3 separate regions of the Sus scrofa genome follow, and all the other regions are linked to region 2. The links are chromatin contacts, called in public HiChIP or PLAC-seq maps. All regions are on one chromosome and are shown on one strand. The core of a region is the stretch at or near the end of the contact, and the rest is flanking DNA. Distances in the headings are between cores, read along the strand shown. Region 1 has its middle 230 kb from the start of SGK1. Region 2 has its middle 240 kb from the start of ALDH8A1. Region 3 has its middle 200 kb from the start of SGK1.

Region 1 (3,410 bases), core at 487-2,986, 210 kb before region 2:
AGTGAAGACTGCATTCCCAGTGGGATGTACTAGGCAGAGAGAGAGAGACTCCAATCTGGCATTGCTGTGGCTGTGGCGTAGGCTGGCGGCTGCAGCTCCGATTCAACCCCTAGCCTGGGAATCTCCATGTGCCGTAGGTTCAGCCCTAGAAAGAAAATAAATAAATAAATAAATAAATAAATAAAATGGGGTCAGATGCCCACATATAATAAATAAGGAGACTCGGCCCCAGATTGCCTCATTTTCTAGCCTAGTAAGTGGCGGAGCCAAGACCAGCAAAGAGGTTCCTGATTCATCAGGGACTGGGGATTTCTCTGCTCCATGTCATGGTGCAAGGCCCTGGGATGTGGGGACAGGGGTGAAAATGGGGTCATGATAAGCTGTATCCATCTCCTTTCCCTGTGTGGCCGTAACCTAGCCAGGCAGCTTGTAATGTGAAGCGAAAGTTAAACAGGCAGCATCATAGAAAATGCAGACCTTAGAGAGATGGCAGAGGGCAGGTGACAGCGGGTGCAGGGAAATGAAAGGCACTGCAGCGTCCCTGAACACATAATGGACATGTAGGCGTCTGCTTTATCTCTGCTATGGAACGTTGTGATAAATTATTAATAAAATGGTTTGTGCAAGTGGTGATGAAAAATAGACCTATTTTTGCCTAACAAACCTAACCAAATAGGAGGTAAGGGTGTTTTACTTTTCAGTCTGAAAAATACATTAGAAGCGAAGGTGTAAATGGCATCTGTGCTCTTCATAGATAAAAAGGGGTGAAGCACAGAGGCTGGATCAGAGCAAACACCTCCGAGAAAAGTAAGCTTAGAAGAGCAATGCTCTCAGCATAGGCCACATAGCCTATATCCCCTGTAACCTATATCCCCAATCAACTTCTATCCTGGAAGAGGTATTTTACATTTTAAGACTAGAAATAGTTCATTCATGGATCTCTTTATTTTTATTTTATTTATTTTAAATGATTTTTTATTTTTTCCATTGTAGCTAGTTTACAGTGTTCTGTCAATTTTCTACTGTACAGCAAGGTGACCCAGTCACACATGCATGTATACATTCTTTTTCTCACATTATCCTCCATCATGCTCCATCATAAGTGACTAGATATATTCCTGGTGTCTCTTATTTTCAGAATAATGGGTTTCTATTCTTAGAGTTCCTGACCTGAACTCACAGGGACCGACAATATTAATTTTATTTAGTGTTTTTTTAAGTGTTTTTCATTTTATGTTGTTTTTATTTTTAGCGTGTTTTCTTTAGGCCATTATTTTTTTAATGATCAACAATGAAAAATCAAATTTTATATCCTGGCTTTTTAGAGAAGCTAGAAAGATAGGGGGCCACAGCCCTAAACAGCAATGAATTCTTTGCAGTAACAGCAGCCACCAGAGTTCCCGTTGTGGCTCAGTGGGTTGAGAACTTGACATAGTGTCCGTGAGGATGAGGGTTCCACCCCTGATTTAAGGGGGTAAAGGATCCCACGTTGCCACATGTTGCAGCCGAGTTTGCAGATGTGGCTTGGATCTGGTGTTGCCATGGCTGCGGCAAAGGCCTGCAGCTGCAGCTCTGATTGGACCCCTAGCCTGGGAAATTCCATATGCTGCAGTCACATGAGAAAAAAAAAAAAAAAAAGAAGAGCAGCCGCCTACATAGATGGGTGGGTGTTTTCCTGCTGCCCTTAGGCTCCTCCCTCTCTCTGGTCTTAAGTCTTCTTCCTACTCACACCACCCATCTTCCCTGCCCTGGCTCTGAAGACATATAAATGTGTTCTAAACCCTTCCTCTTCCTTCCAGAAAGAGAGCTTAGTTAGATCAGTTTTCTCAACTCTTGGCTACTTGCCGACCTTAAGCCAGGACACAAAGGTCACAGGCAGACATTGCTGAGCAGGGTGTTTTTGAACTTCTAAAACCATTGCATTGGCTTTTCTAAAAGATGCTCAGCATGTTTAGCAGATACACATTCAGTGTTGCAAAAGAAAATTCATTTTCCAAGATCTCTGTCCTTTAGCTCCACATCTCTTCATTTCTGTGCCTCTCTCAGAAGAGGAAAAGAAAAGATACATAGCACCTCATATCTGAGAGTGTTAAAATAACCAGCAAGCCTCAATTAAGTTATTTCAATAAGGTATTATTATTTACATGGGCTACTGTGAGCCATGTACCTGAAAGGGTTTGGTGAATAACAGTTTCCTAATGACAACAACGTTGAGACAACGTTATACAATGATTGATCACAGGGGAGAAGGCAGCAGAACAAGGCAGCAAGTTTCAATCCATGCCTGTTCTGTTCACTCATAGACCCCAAGGAATACACATGTTCTTAAGGTCTGTGCTGGTGGATTAGAGCACATGCTATGTTTGAAAACTGGATTTTCCTGAACAAATCTGTACACCCCAAACCACCTCCACTTCCTTCCCCCATCTCAGAGAAATACAATGTGGGAATTCCCACTGCTATGGTGCAATGGAATTGGCAGCATCTCTGGAGCACTGGGACATAGGTTCCATGCCCGGCCCAGCCCGGCCCAGCCCGGCACACTGGGTTAAGGATCTGGCATTGCCACAGCTGCAGCATAGGTTGCAACTGTGGCTCAGTGATCCCTGGCCTTGGAACTCCATATGTCATGGGGCAGCCAAAAAAAAAAAAAAAAAAAGGTGTTAGGTATGAAGCTCTCCTCCAAGCTGCTGGAGACTCCCAGGATGAATAGACACATGAAATATGGGCGCCTACCCAGTTCTCCAGGCAGGAACCCTGCCCTTCATTGGATGGAGGCAAATCCACCATCACCTCAGCGCTGAGGTCAATTAGCCATGTTAATGTAGTGCAGGGTATAAGAGGAAGAGAATGGCATTTCCTGATGGGGCTGCTCTGAAGCTCTAAGTTGCCCTTGACAACTTATAAAGGCCCTTCCGGATCCACACATGATCTTTTTCTCCCTGAAAATCAGAGCTGGAGGTCAGCAATCTGTTAACAGCCCTCCAGGGATTCTGATGCACGCGGAAATTTCAGAACCTCTGGACCTGAGTTGTTGCTAGAGGGATGCAAATGCCACTGTGCAGGACGTGTAGGTAAGCAAGTAGCTTGCGGAACAGGAAAGACTTCAGAAGCAGGTGAATTCAGAAACTAGGAGTTTTGCTTTGGGAGACTCTGTCATTAGGCAGCGGGAGTGGGCTCAGAGCAGGACTCTAGTCTCTGAGAAGATTCAAGGTCTGATCGAGGTAGCACTCCAGCCTCAAGGGGCTAGAGCTTGCAAATGAGGATGTGGCGCACTGGGCACCAGAAATAAGAAATACAGAGCCCTGGAGTTCCCGTTGTGGCTCAGCGGGTTAAGAATCCGAATAATATCCATGTGGATGCAGGTTTGCTCCCTGGCCACACTTAGTGGGTTAAGGATCCTGTGTTGC
Region 2 (3,223 bases), core at 81-2,580:
CTGGCCCAACCAAGGCTCGAGTCAGCCAGTGAGTTGTCCAAGCCACAGTCCTTTTCTATTTCAAACTCCAGGGGACACTTGGTGTCAAAATCTGACACCACAGTCAAATAGGAGGAGGCGAGGGAAGACACCATGGATTAAATGGTTTTCCAAATTATAATAATCTTCTGTCAGGGAGCAGGAATATTTCTACATTATTGACAGTGATGCAGTGAAAACTCCGAGCTTCTCAGACTTGAGTCCCAGCCCTGCTCAATCATTGATCAGTTACTTGAGTTTGTGCAGATCTCTTGTTCTCTCTGAATATATTTCCTGGTGCATAAAATAGTGTTAATGATATCTACTGGGCAAGGGTTTTTGAGGATTAAAAGAAATATTAAATGTAAATGCCTAAAGAAGTATTAAATGTGCCTGGCACACAATAGATGCTTCATAATAGTCAGGTTCTTTCTACTTGCCCTCTTTTATCATCTTCTCTGGGTTCAAGTTCTATTTAGTAATTGCTTTAAAATAGTGAGAAAGCAGAGGAGGAGGAGAACAAAGAGAATTATTTTAGTAGGTTCAGATATTATTTTTAAAAATACCAAAGAAACGACAGCTTATTACAGACTCTAGAAGTTTGCTATTTATGTACGGGGACCAGTTAATGCTCTGTGTGTGTGTGTGTGTTCATGTGTACCTTTTAACAAAAATTATGCTCTTAAACTGCAAAAGTTTGCCTGTACATGTGTTGTGTTGACTTCTGTGTATTCATTTTTATTTTGCCATTCGAATTAAGCAAATAATATCTAGAGACAAAATTCTTAGGTATTTTTCTAGAGAAAAGAGAAACTTCAGACCTACCTTCAGCAGTGCTATATAGGAACTACATAGAGAGGTAGAGGTGGATTAATTTTGATTAATTTACATGAAGCAAGTAGGTTAGGGGAGATTGACGTGTGAGTTTGCAGTATGCCTCTCTATCTGGACATTTGTACAACACATCCACTTGTTTAACAAATATTTTGGGGAAATTTTCTGTGCCAGGATGGTGCTATGTCCATGTACCAATTCTATGGTGGGGACATGGATTTTTCCCAAGCCACTAATTGCATGTGGTCTCCTAAGGTGGAGCTGCCCAAAGTCATTCTCTAGCTGCTTTTCTGCTATTTCCAATGAAGTGGTCACCCTTTATGCCCAACGGGAAGTTCCAGGATATAATTCTTCATGGTTCGTAATGATCAAGAGCCAGACGTCACAACTAAAGGTTTCGTTACTTTTGTAAAGCAGTAAGGACTACACACCATGAAGCAATCCAGCATTTCTCTGGTTCTAGAAAGCCACTTAATGTGCATGTGACCAGCTTAAGATATGCGTGGTCTCAATGCTGCAACATTTGTTCCCATGTTGCTTATCCCTGATCTGAATGCTCATGAAATATGCAGCTTCTCCTCTGTACCAGCGGGAGATTTTTAAGCAAAGTCAAATATTTTTACACAAAACGTGTCAGTTCTGTGAAGAAAACTACTGCATAACTGTCAAAAATTCTTATAATTACATCTATTTTCCTGCCACCAGAGCTTGTCAGCATAATAGCCAGGTAGGTCACCGTTATCAACACTTTCATGGAGGGACAATCTACCTGGCCTATTTTGCCAGTTCCTTGGGTAATGAGAGGCTTGTTTGTTAGTTCTCTGGCTTTGGGAACATAGATTATCCCTTCCCTCTTTTTTTTTTTTAAAGCATTGTGTTGTAGAAAAAATTTTGGTTAAAGAAAAACAACTGCCTTGATTTGATAAGGTGGCAAATAAGCATTATGTAATAGTCACAGAAACAAGCCTTCCAATTCTTGTTTATCTTTTTAAAAACATTTTTGACAGAAAAATAAGCGAAGAGAAGAAATTTTTAAAACATACTCATAGTCACTTCACCCAGAGAGGGTGTTAACACTTTAGTGTATCTCTTCTGGGTCTGTGCCTCATAAGAATAGACATCTCTATATTTCCTTTAGCTAACATGGGAACGTACTCTCCCTGATGTTATGTACCCCATTTTCCCATGTCATTCAGTGTCCTCCTGTGTCATCTTTTCTAATGACAGCACAGTATTACACGGTGTCACGATTGCTTTAGCCAGTAGAGGCATGTATGTATGGCTGCAGGGTAAGCAACACCCTTAGAGCTTCAGCTTTTAAACCACCTCATCCCCTCTAGGTCGTCTTGAAAACTGTGTTCTCAGCTGGTGTCTGAACGTGTGCTTCTGATCCCGGCCAACTCAGTCAGTCCTAAGGAGGAGACCTCTGGTAGTTCACTGAGTCAGAAGCTAACTGAGCTCAGGGAACTGTCTCAGTACCCCGTTGTCATTTGAAAAAGGAAACTACGGCTTGAGTAGTTTAGAGCATGACTTTTTTTCTGACCAAACAGAGTGTGCTTCAGAGTGTGTGGAATTTAAAACTTTCATTCATGCAACTGATACGGATACAGTCCCTGCTCTATGCATCAGTCATCATGCAGCAGGCTAGGGATATGTTGGAGAAATAGACACAAGTTTTGTTTAGTTTCTTTCTTTCTTTCTTTCTTTTTTTTTTTTGGCTTTTTGCCATTTCTTGGGCTGCTTCAGAGGCATATGGAGGTTTTCAGGCTAGAGGTCAAATCAGAGCTGTAGCCGCCAGCCTACACCAGAGCCACAGCAACACAGGATCGAGCTGCATCTGCAACCTACACCACAGCTCATGGCAACGCCAGATCCTTAACCCACTGAGCAAGGCCACGGATTGAACCTGCAACCTCATGGTTCCTAGTCGGATTCATTAACCACTGAGCCACGATGGGAACTCCTGTTTAGTTTCTTTCTTATGGAGCTTATATTTTGATGGACTAACAGTTTTTAAGTCAAGAAAACAGAAAAGCAGCCTCAAAGCCTTTTTGTTGTCATGACAAGTAGAGCGGGGTAGAAGTCATAAGCTTCACATACATGTACCTTTGAAACTATCATGAAAGTTCTAAGATTCTTTTGCAAACTCAAAATATTCCATTTTCTAATGGGAATCAGAACGTTGCTATGTACTACACATTACCTAAATGACAGTGTACAAAAAGACACGCTCTTACCTTAGTTATGTACAGAAGGGATACTTCACTGTGGTTGTTTTAATTTACAGGAAAAAAATTCTCCAGAGCTTTGGAGGCATTTGCCCAAGGAGTAAATAGCATTGTTTAAGACACAAATTGACCCCAGCTGTAAA
Region 3 (3,467 bases), core at 391-2,890, 240 kb before region 2:
GCTGCAGGAGTGGCCCAAGAAAATGGCAAAAAGACCGAAAAAAAAAAAAAAAGTAAATATCACTCATAATTCTATCACTCAAAGGTAACCATACCACTCAGAGATAATTATTGTTCACAGTATATTACACATACTTCCATTGTTAATGAATATATAGCTTACAAAAAACAGACTCATGCTGTATATACTATTTTATAACAAACATTTCCTCATGTCGGTAAATATTGTTTCTACAACATACTTTTCATAGTTCCATACACACACATACATACATATAATAATAATAATAATACAAAGTGCAGGCACCATTCTGAGTACATTGGAAGTTTATCTCCCACACAGAGTGGTAGGTGGTTTTATTATCCCTGTTTTATACATGAGAAACTGGGGCCCACAGAAATAATGTGGCAGGATTTGATTTGGAGCCTATAGCTATTCAACAGCAGAGCTGAGGCTGGAGCTCCCAGAGTCTAGAGCAACAGCCTTAGCCCCTGTGCTCCTAAGTCCAGCTGAACCTTCAGAAGCCCTTTTAAAAACAACAAATGGATTCCTGCTAAATTCTTTACAGTACCAGAGCCAGAGTCCATTTTGTTGCAGTAATGTCATGGTTCCTTTTTTTTTTTTTTTCTTTATCCTTTCATTTCCTTCACAAACTTACATTTATTTTTAGAAGTGATTATCTTTGCCATCAACTGAGACTGTGTGTGTATAAATGTGTGCTCTACTTCACATCCTGACAGGTTCAATAATTGGTACTGAAAACTGAAGAATAATTCTTTTGTTTGTTTTTTTGGTTTTCAGGGCTGCACCTGTGGCATATGCAAGTTCTCAGGCTAGAGGTTGAATTGGAGCTACAGCTGAGGCCTATGTCACAGCCACAGCAACACAGGATCTGAGCCAAGTCTGTGACCTACACCACAGCTCATGGCAACACCAGATCTTTAACCCACTGAGTGGGGCCAGGGATTGAACACGCAACTTCAAGGATACTAGTCAGGTTCACAGCCTGCTGAGCCACAAGGGGAACTACTGAAGAATAATTCTTGTGTATTTTTTCTTTTCTTTGCTTCTTCCTGCGTCCCTTCCTCCCTTCCTTTCTTACTCCCTTTTTTCTTTCCTCTCTTCCTTTCTTCTCTCCTTCCTTTCATTCTTTAATTCTTTTTTTTCTTTGCTAGATTTTAATGATTTAGTTTTACTCACCAGGATCAAGAGGTACTAAAACATACAAAATATTTTATAAGAAAAGAAGAAGCCTGGTTTTACAGTTCCAAGTGAATTCTTTGGGCATTTCAAAATAATATGTCACAGCTTTGGAGAATTAAGGTCTTGAATGATGAGGGTTTTAAAATATCAAAAGGATTTTCAGATAGCTACTTTACAATCTGAAACCTACCTTTAACTTAAAAAGCAAAATTTTATAACCTGTTATAAACTTTTTACACATTTATAAAAACTATGGAAATTTTGTGGAAAAATAGACTTTACATGGAAAATGATCTTGGAAATTTTAAAATATGAGTGGATATTTTGTTTCCCAAAGCTGATGACAGTAAACCATAAGCGAAACAGTAAACCACGTATGAAACTGCTCAATGATACTAAGTGTAGAAATAATGTTAATTTTCTGATGTCAGATGGATGGAAAAAGGAAGTGCACACTTCTACAATTGAATTGAGAACTAAGACAACTCACATTTGGTTGATTAGACCAGTCTGGCTGCTAATAGAATTTCCCCCAAATCAGGCCATGGCACAAAGGAGACCAGCAAACAAGATGCCAAAATCATCAGCAAGACCTGCCACTGGATTCCCTTGAGACTTTTTGTGAGTGCTGGTATTAATCATGGAATTTGTACGCAGCTCTACCATGCCCTATGCAATAATTATCATATATTTATAATAATCACTTTGTAATCACTTAGCTACACTGGGATTATTTTACTAATGAATGATTGAAGAAATTAGGAAAATGGTTAAAAGCAAAAGACCTAGGGTGGATTGAGGTTGAAATTTCAGCTCTGTCACGCACTGCTGTGGACAACTAATGTTTTTGTTAGCCTAAGTTCCCCTTCCCCATCTTCTGGAAAATGAACCTTCTTTTTCCCTTAAGGAAATCCTCTTTCCTTACTTTCTGCCAATAATCGAGATCCCTGACATCCTTTTGAAAAATAGTAAGGCATATGGCCCAAGCTTGGCCGATCAAGTTTACCCGCCCAGAAATTCAAATTGTGAGCCCTGCTCAAAGGAAGTGACCAGAATGGATCCTCTCAGTGATATTTTCCTGAAGAAACTGGCATATTAGTTCCTACTACCTAGATGTTGGGAATTTTTGTGTTTTTTATCCTTTCAATAATCCAGATTTTTTTCCCCTATGATTCTATGAGCTACTCCATGCCCTTCCAATATGTTTTAGTTTCACCAAAGTTAACCAGAATCTATTTCTCTTGTTTGTAGCCAAAGAACTTGAATAGTCTGAACAAATTAGGTATATCATCACTCTAACATCCATGGACTTCAGCAAATGTAAAATATCTAGTTCAATTACTACTAAATCTATAATAGATTTATAATAATGATTTCAACATGCTTGACAATATTAAAAATATTATTTTGGTAACTGAGGAATATTTATATCATCTTCCTAAGAATTTATCTCATGTAAAATTTTGAAAGTAATGCCTACATCCCAGACTTGTAAGGATTAAATGAGAAGCTGTCTGGAAAATGTCTAGCATAGTGCCCCCTAGAGTAAGGGATTGATATCTATTGGCTGTTATCACTGTACAGTGACTGTAAGCATAAACATAGTCCAAGGCAAGTTCAAACTTTGAATGGTTGACGGTAGTGTGTCATAGTAACTTCTCTTGAGTTTTTGACATTGTAGGAATGACTGTTATTCAGACTAAGAAACTTAGCTGATAATTTGAACATTTCAGTAGAATAGTGATCTGGCACTCTGTTTAATAATAGATTTGATAAATAAATAAATGAATGAATAAATGAATTAATCAATAACTAACTAAATAAATAAATAAATAAAAGAAAAGGAGTCCATTTCTATAAGGGCATCTAAGCAAGATTTTCATTATGCAAGAGAGCAGTTTAAATTTCCCTAAGAATTTATGGGGTTTTGCTCCAAATAATGAAGTGATCTAGTGGGGAGGTATTTTCAGATGTATGTCGACCAAGGGAATCACTAACTTAGTCTTTGCTGTATATGTGTGTTAATGTGAATGTGTACATGGGCACATAAGTAGAGCCAATTGGAATTGCTCTTCGAATTTTGTGGAATATAGATGGGCAGAGAATTAAAACCAAATCCAAGATGTCCTTGGCCATCCATTCTAATTGGCTCATGTCTCTGAACATTTAGGTTTGTACAGATAGCATTAGTTTCACTTTAAGAGGCATTTGGCATAGAAAATCCTTCGTTAAAACTTCTTCTGCTGGCTAAGCGTTAAGAGTAT

Evidence for each region. HiChIP or PLAC-seq counts read pairs in DNA pulled down with a chosen protein or histone mark.
Region 1: an H3K27ac HiChIP or PLAC-seq map of alveolar macrophages shows a contact between it and region 2. The contact joins two enhancer-like sites. A contact is called at or near these places in 1 of 47 Hi-C or Micro-C datasets (embryonic fibroblasts) and 1 of 2 datasets of contacts at active chromatin or transcription factors (alveolar macrophages).
Region 3: an H3K27ac HiChIP or PLAC-seq map of alveolar macrophages shows a contact between it and region 2. The contact joins two enhancer-like sites. A contact is called at or near these places in 1 of 47 Hi-C or Micro-C datasets (blood) and 2 of 2 datasets of contacts at active chromatin or transcription factors (alveolar macrophages and skeletal muscle).

The regions. Positions count from the first base shown.
Region 1 is chr1:29,515,492-29,518,901 of Sscrofa11.1, reverse strand. No RefSeq gene overlaps it. Among named protein-coding and RNA genes, the nearest start is that of SGK1, 230 kb to the left of the region's middle. Within about 2 kb of position 1,736, at least 5 of the 83 cell types and tissues checked have an H3K27ac peak or open chromatin away from gene starts, as enhancers often do. A contact at or near this core is called in alveolar macrophages, where this site is marked.
Region 2 is chr1:29,300,353-29,303,575 of Sscrofa11.1, reverse strand. No RefSeq gene overlaps it. Among named protein-coding and RNA genes, the nearest start is that of ALDH8A1, 240 kb to the right of the region's middle. Within about 2 kb of position 1,330, at least 3 of the 83 cell types and tissues checked have an H3K27ac peak or open chromatin away from gene starts, as enhancers often do. A contact at or near this core is called in alveolar macrophages, where this site is marked.
Region 3 is chr1:29,544,829-29,548,295 of Sscrofa11.1, reverse strand. No RefSeq gene overlaps it. Among named protein-coding and RNA genes, the nearest start is that of SGK1, 200 kb to the left of the region's middle. Within about 2 kb of position 1,640, at least 2 of the 83 cell types and tissues checked have an H3K27ac peak or open chromatin away from gene starts, as enhancers often do. A contact at or near this core is called in alveolar macrophages, where this site is marked.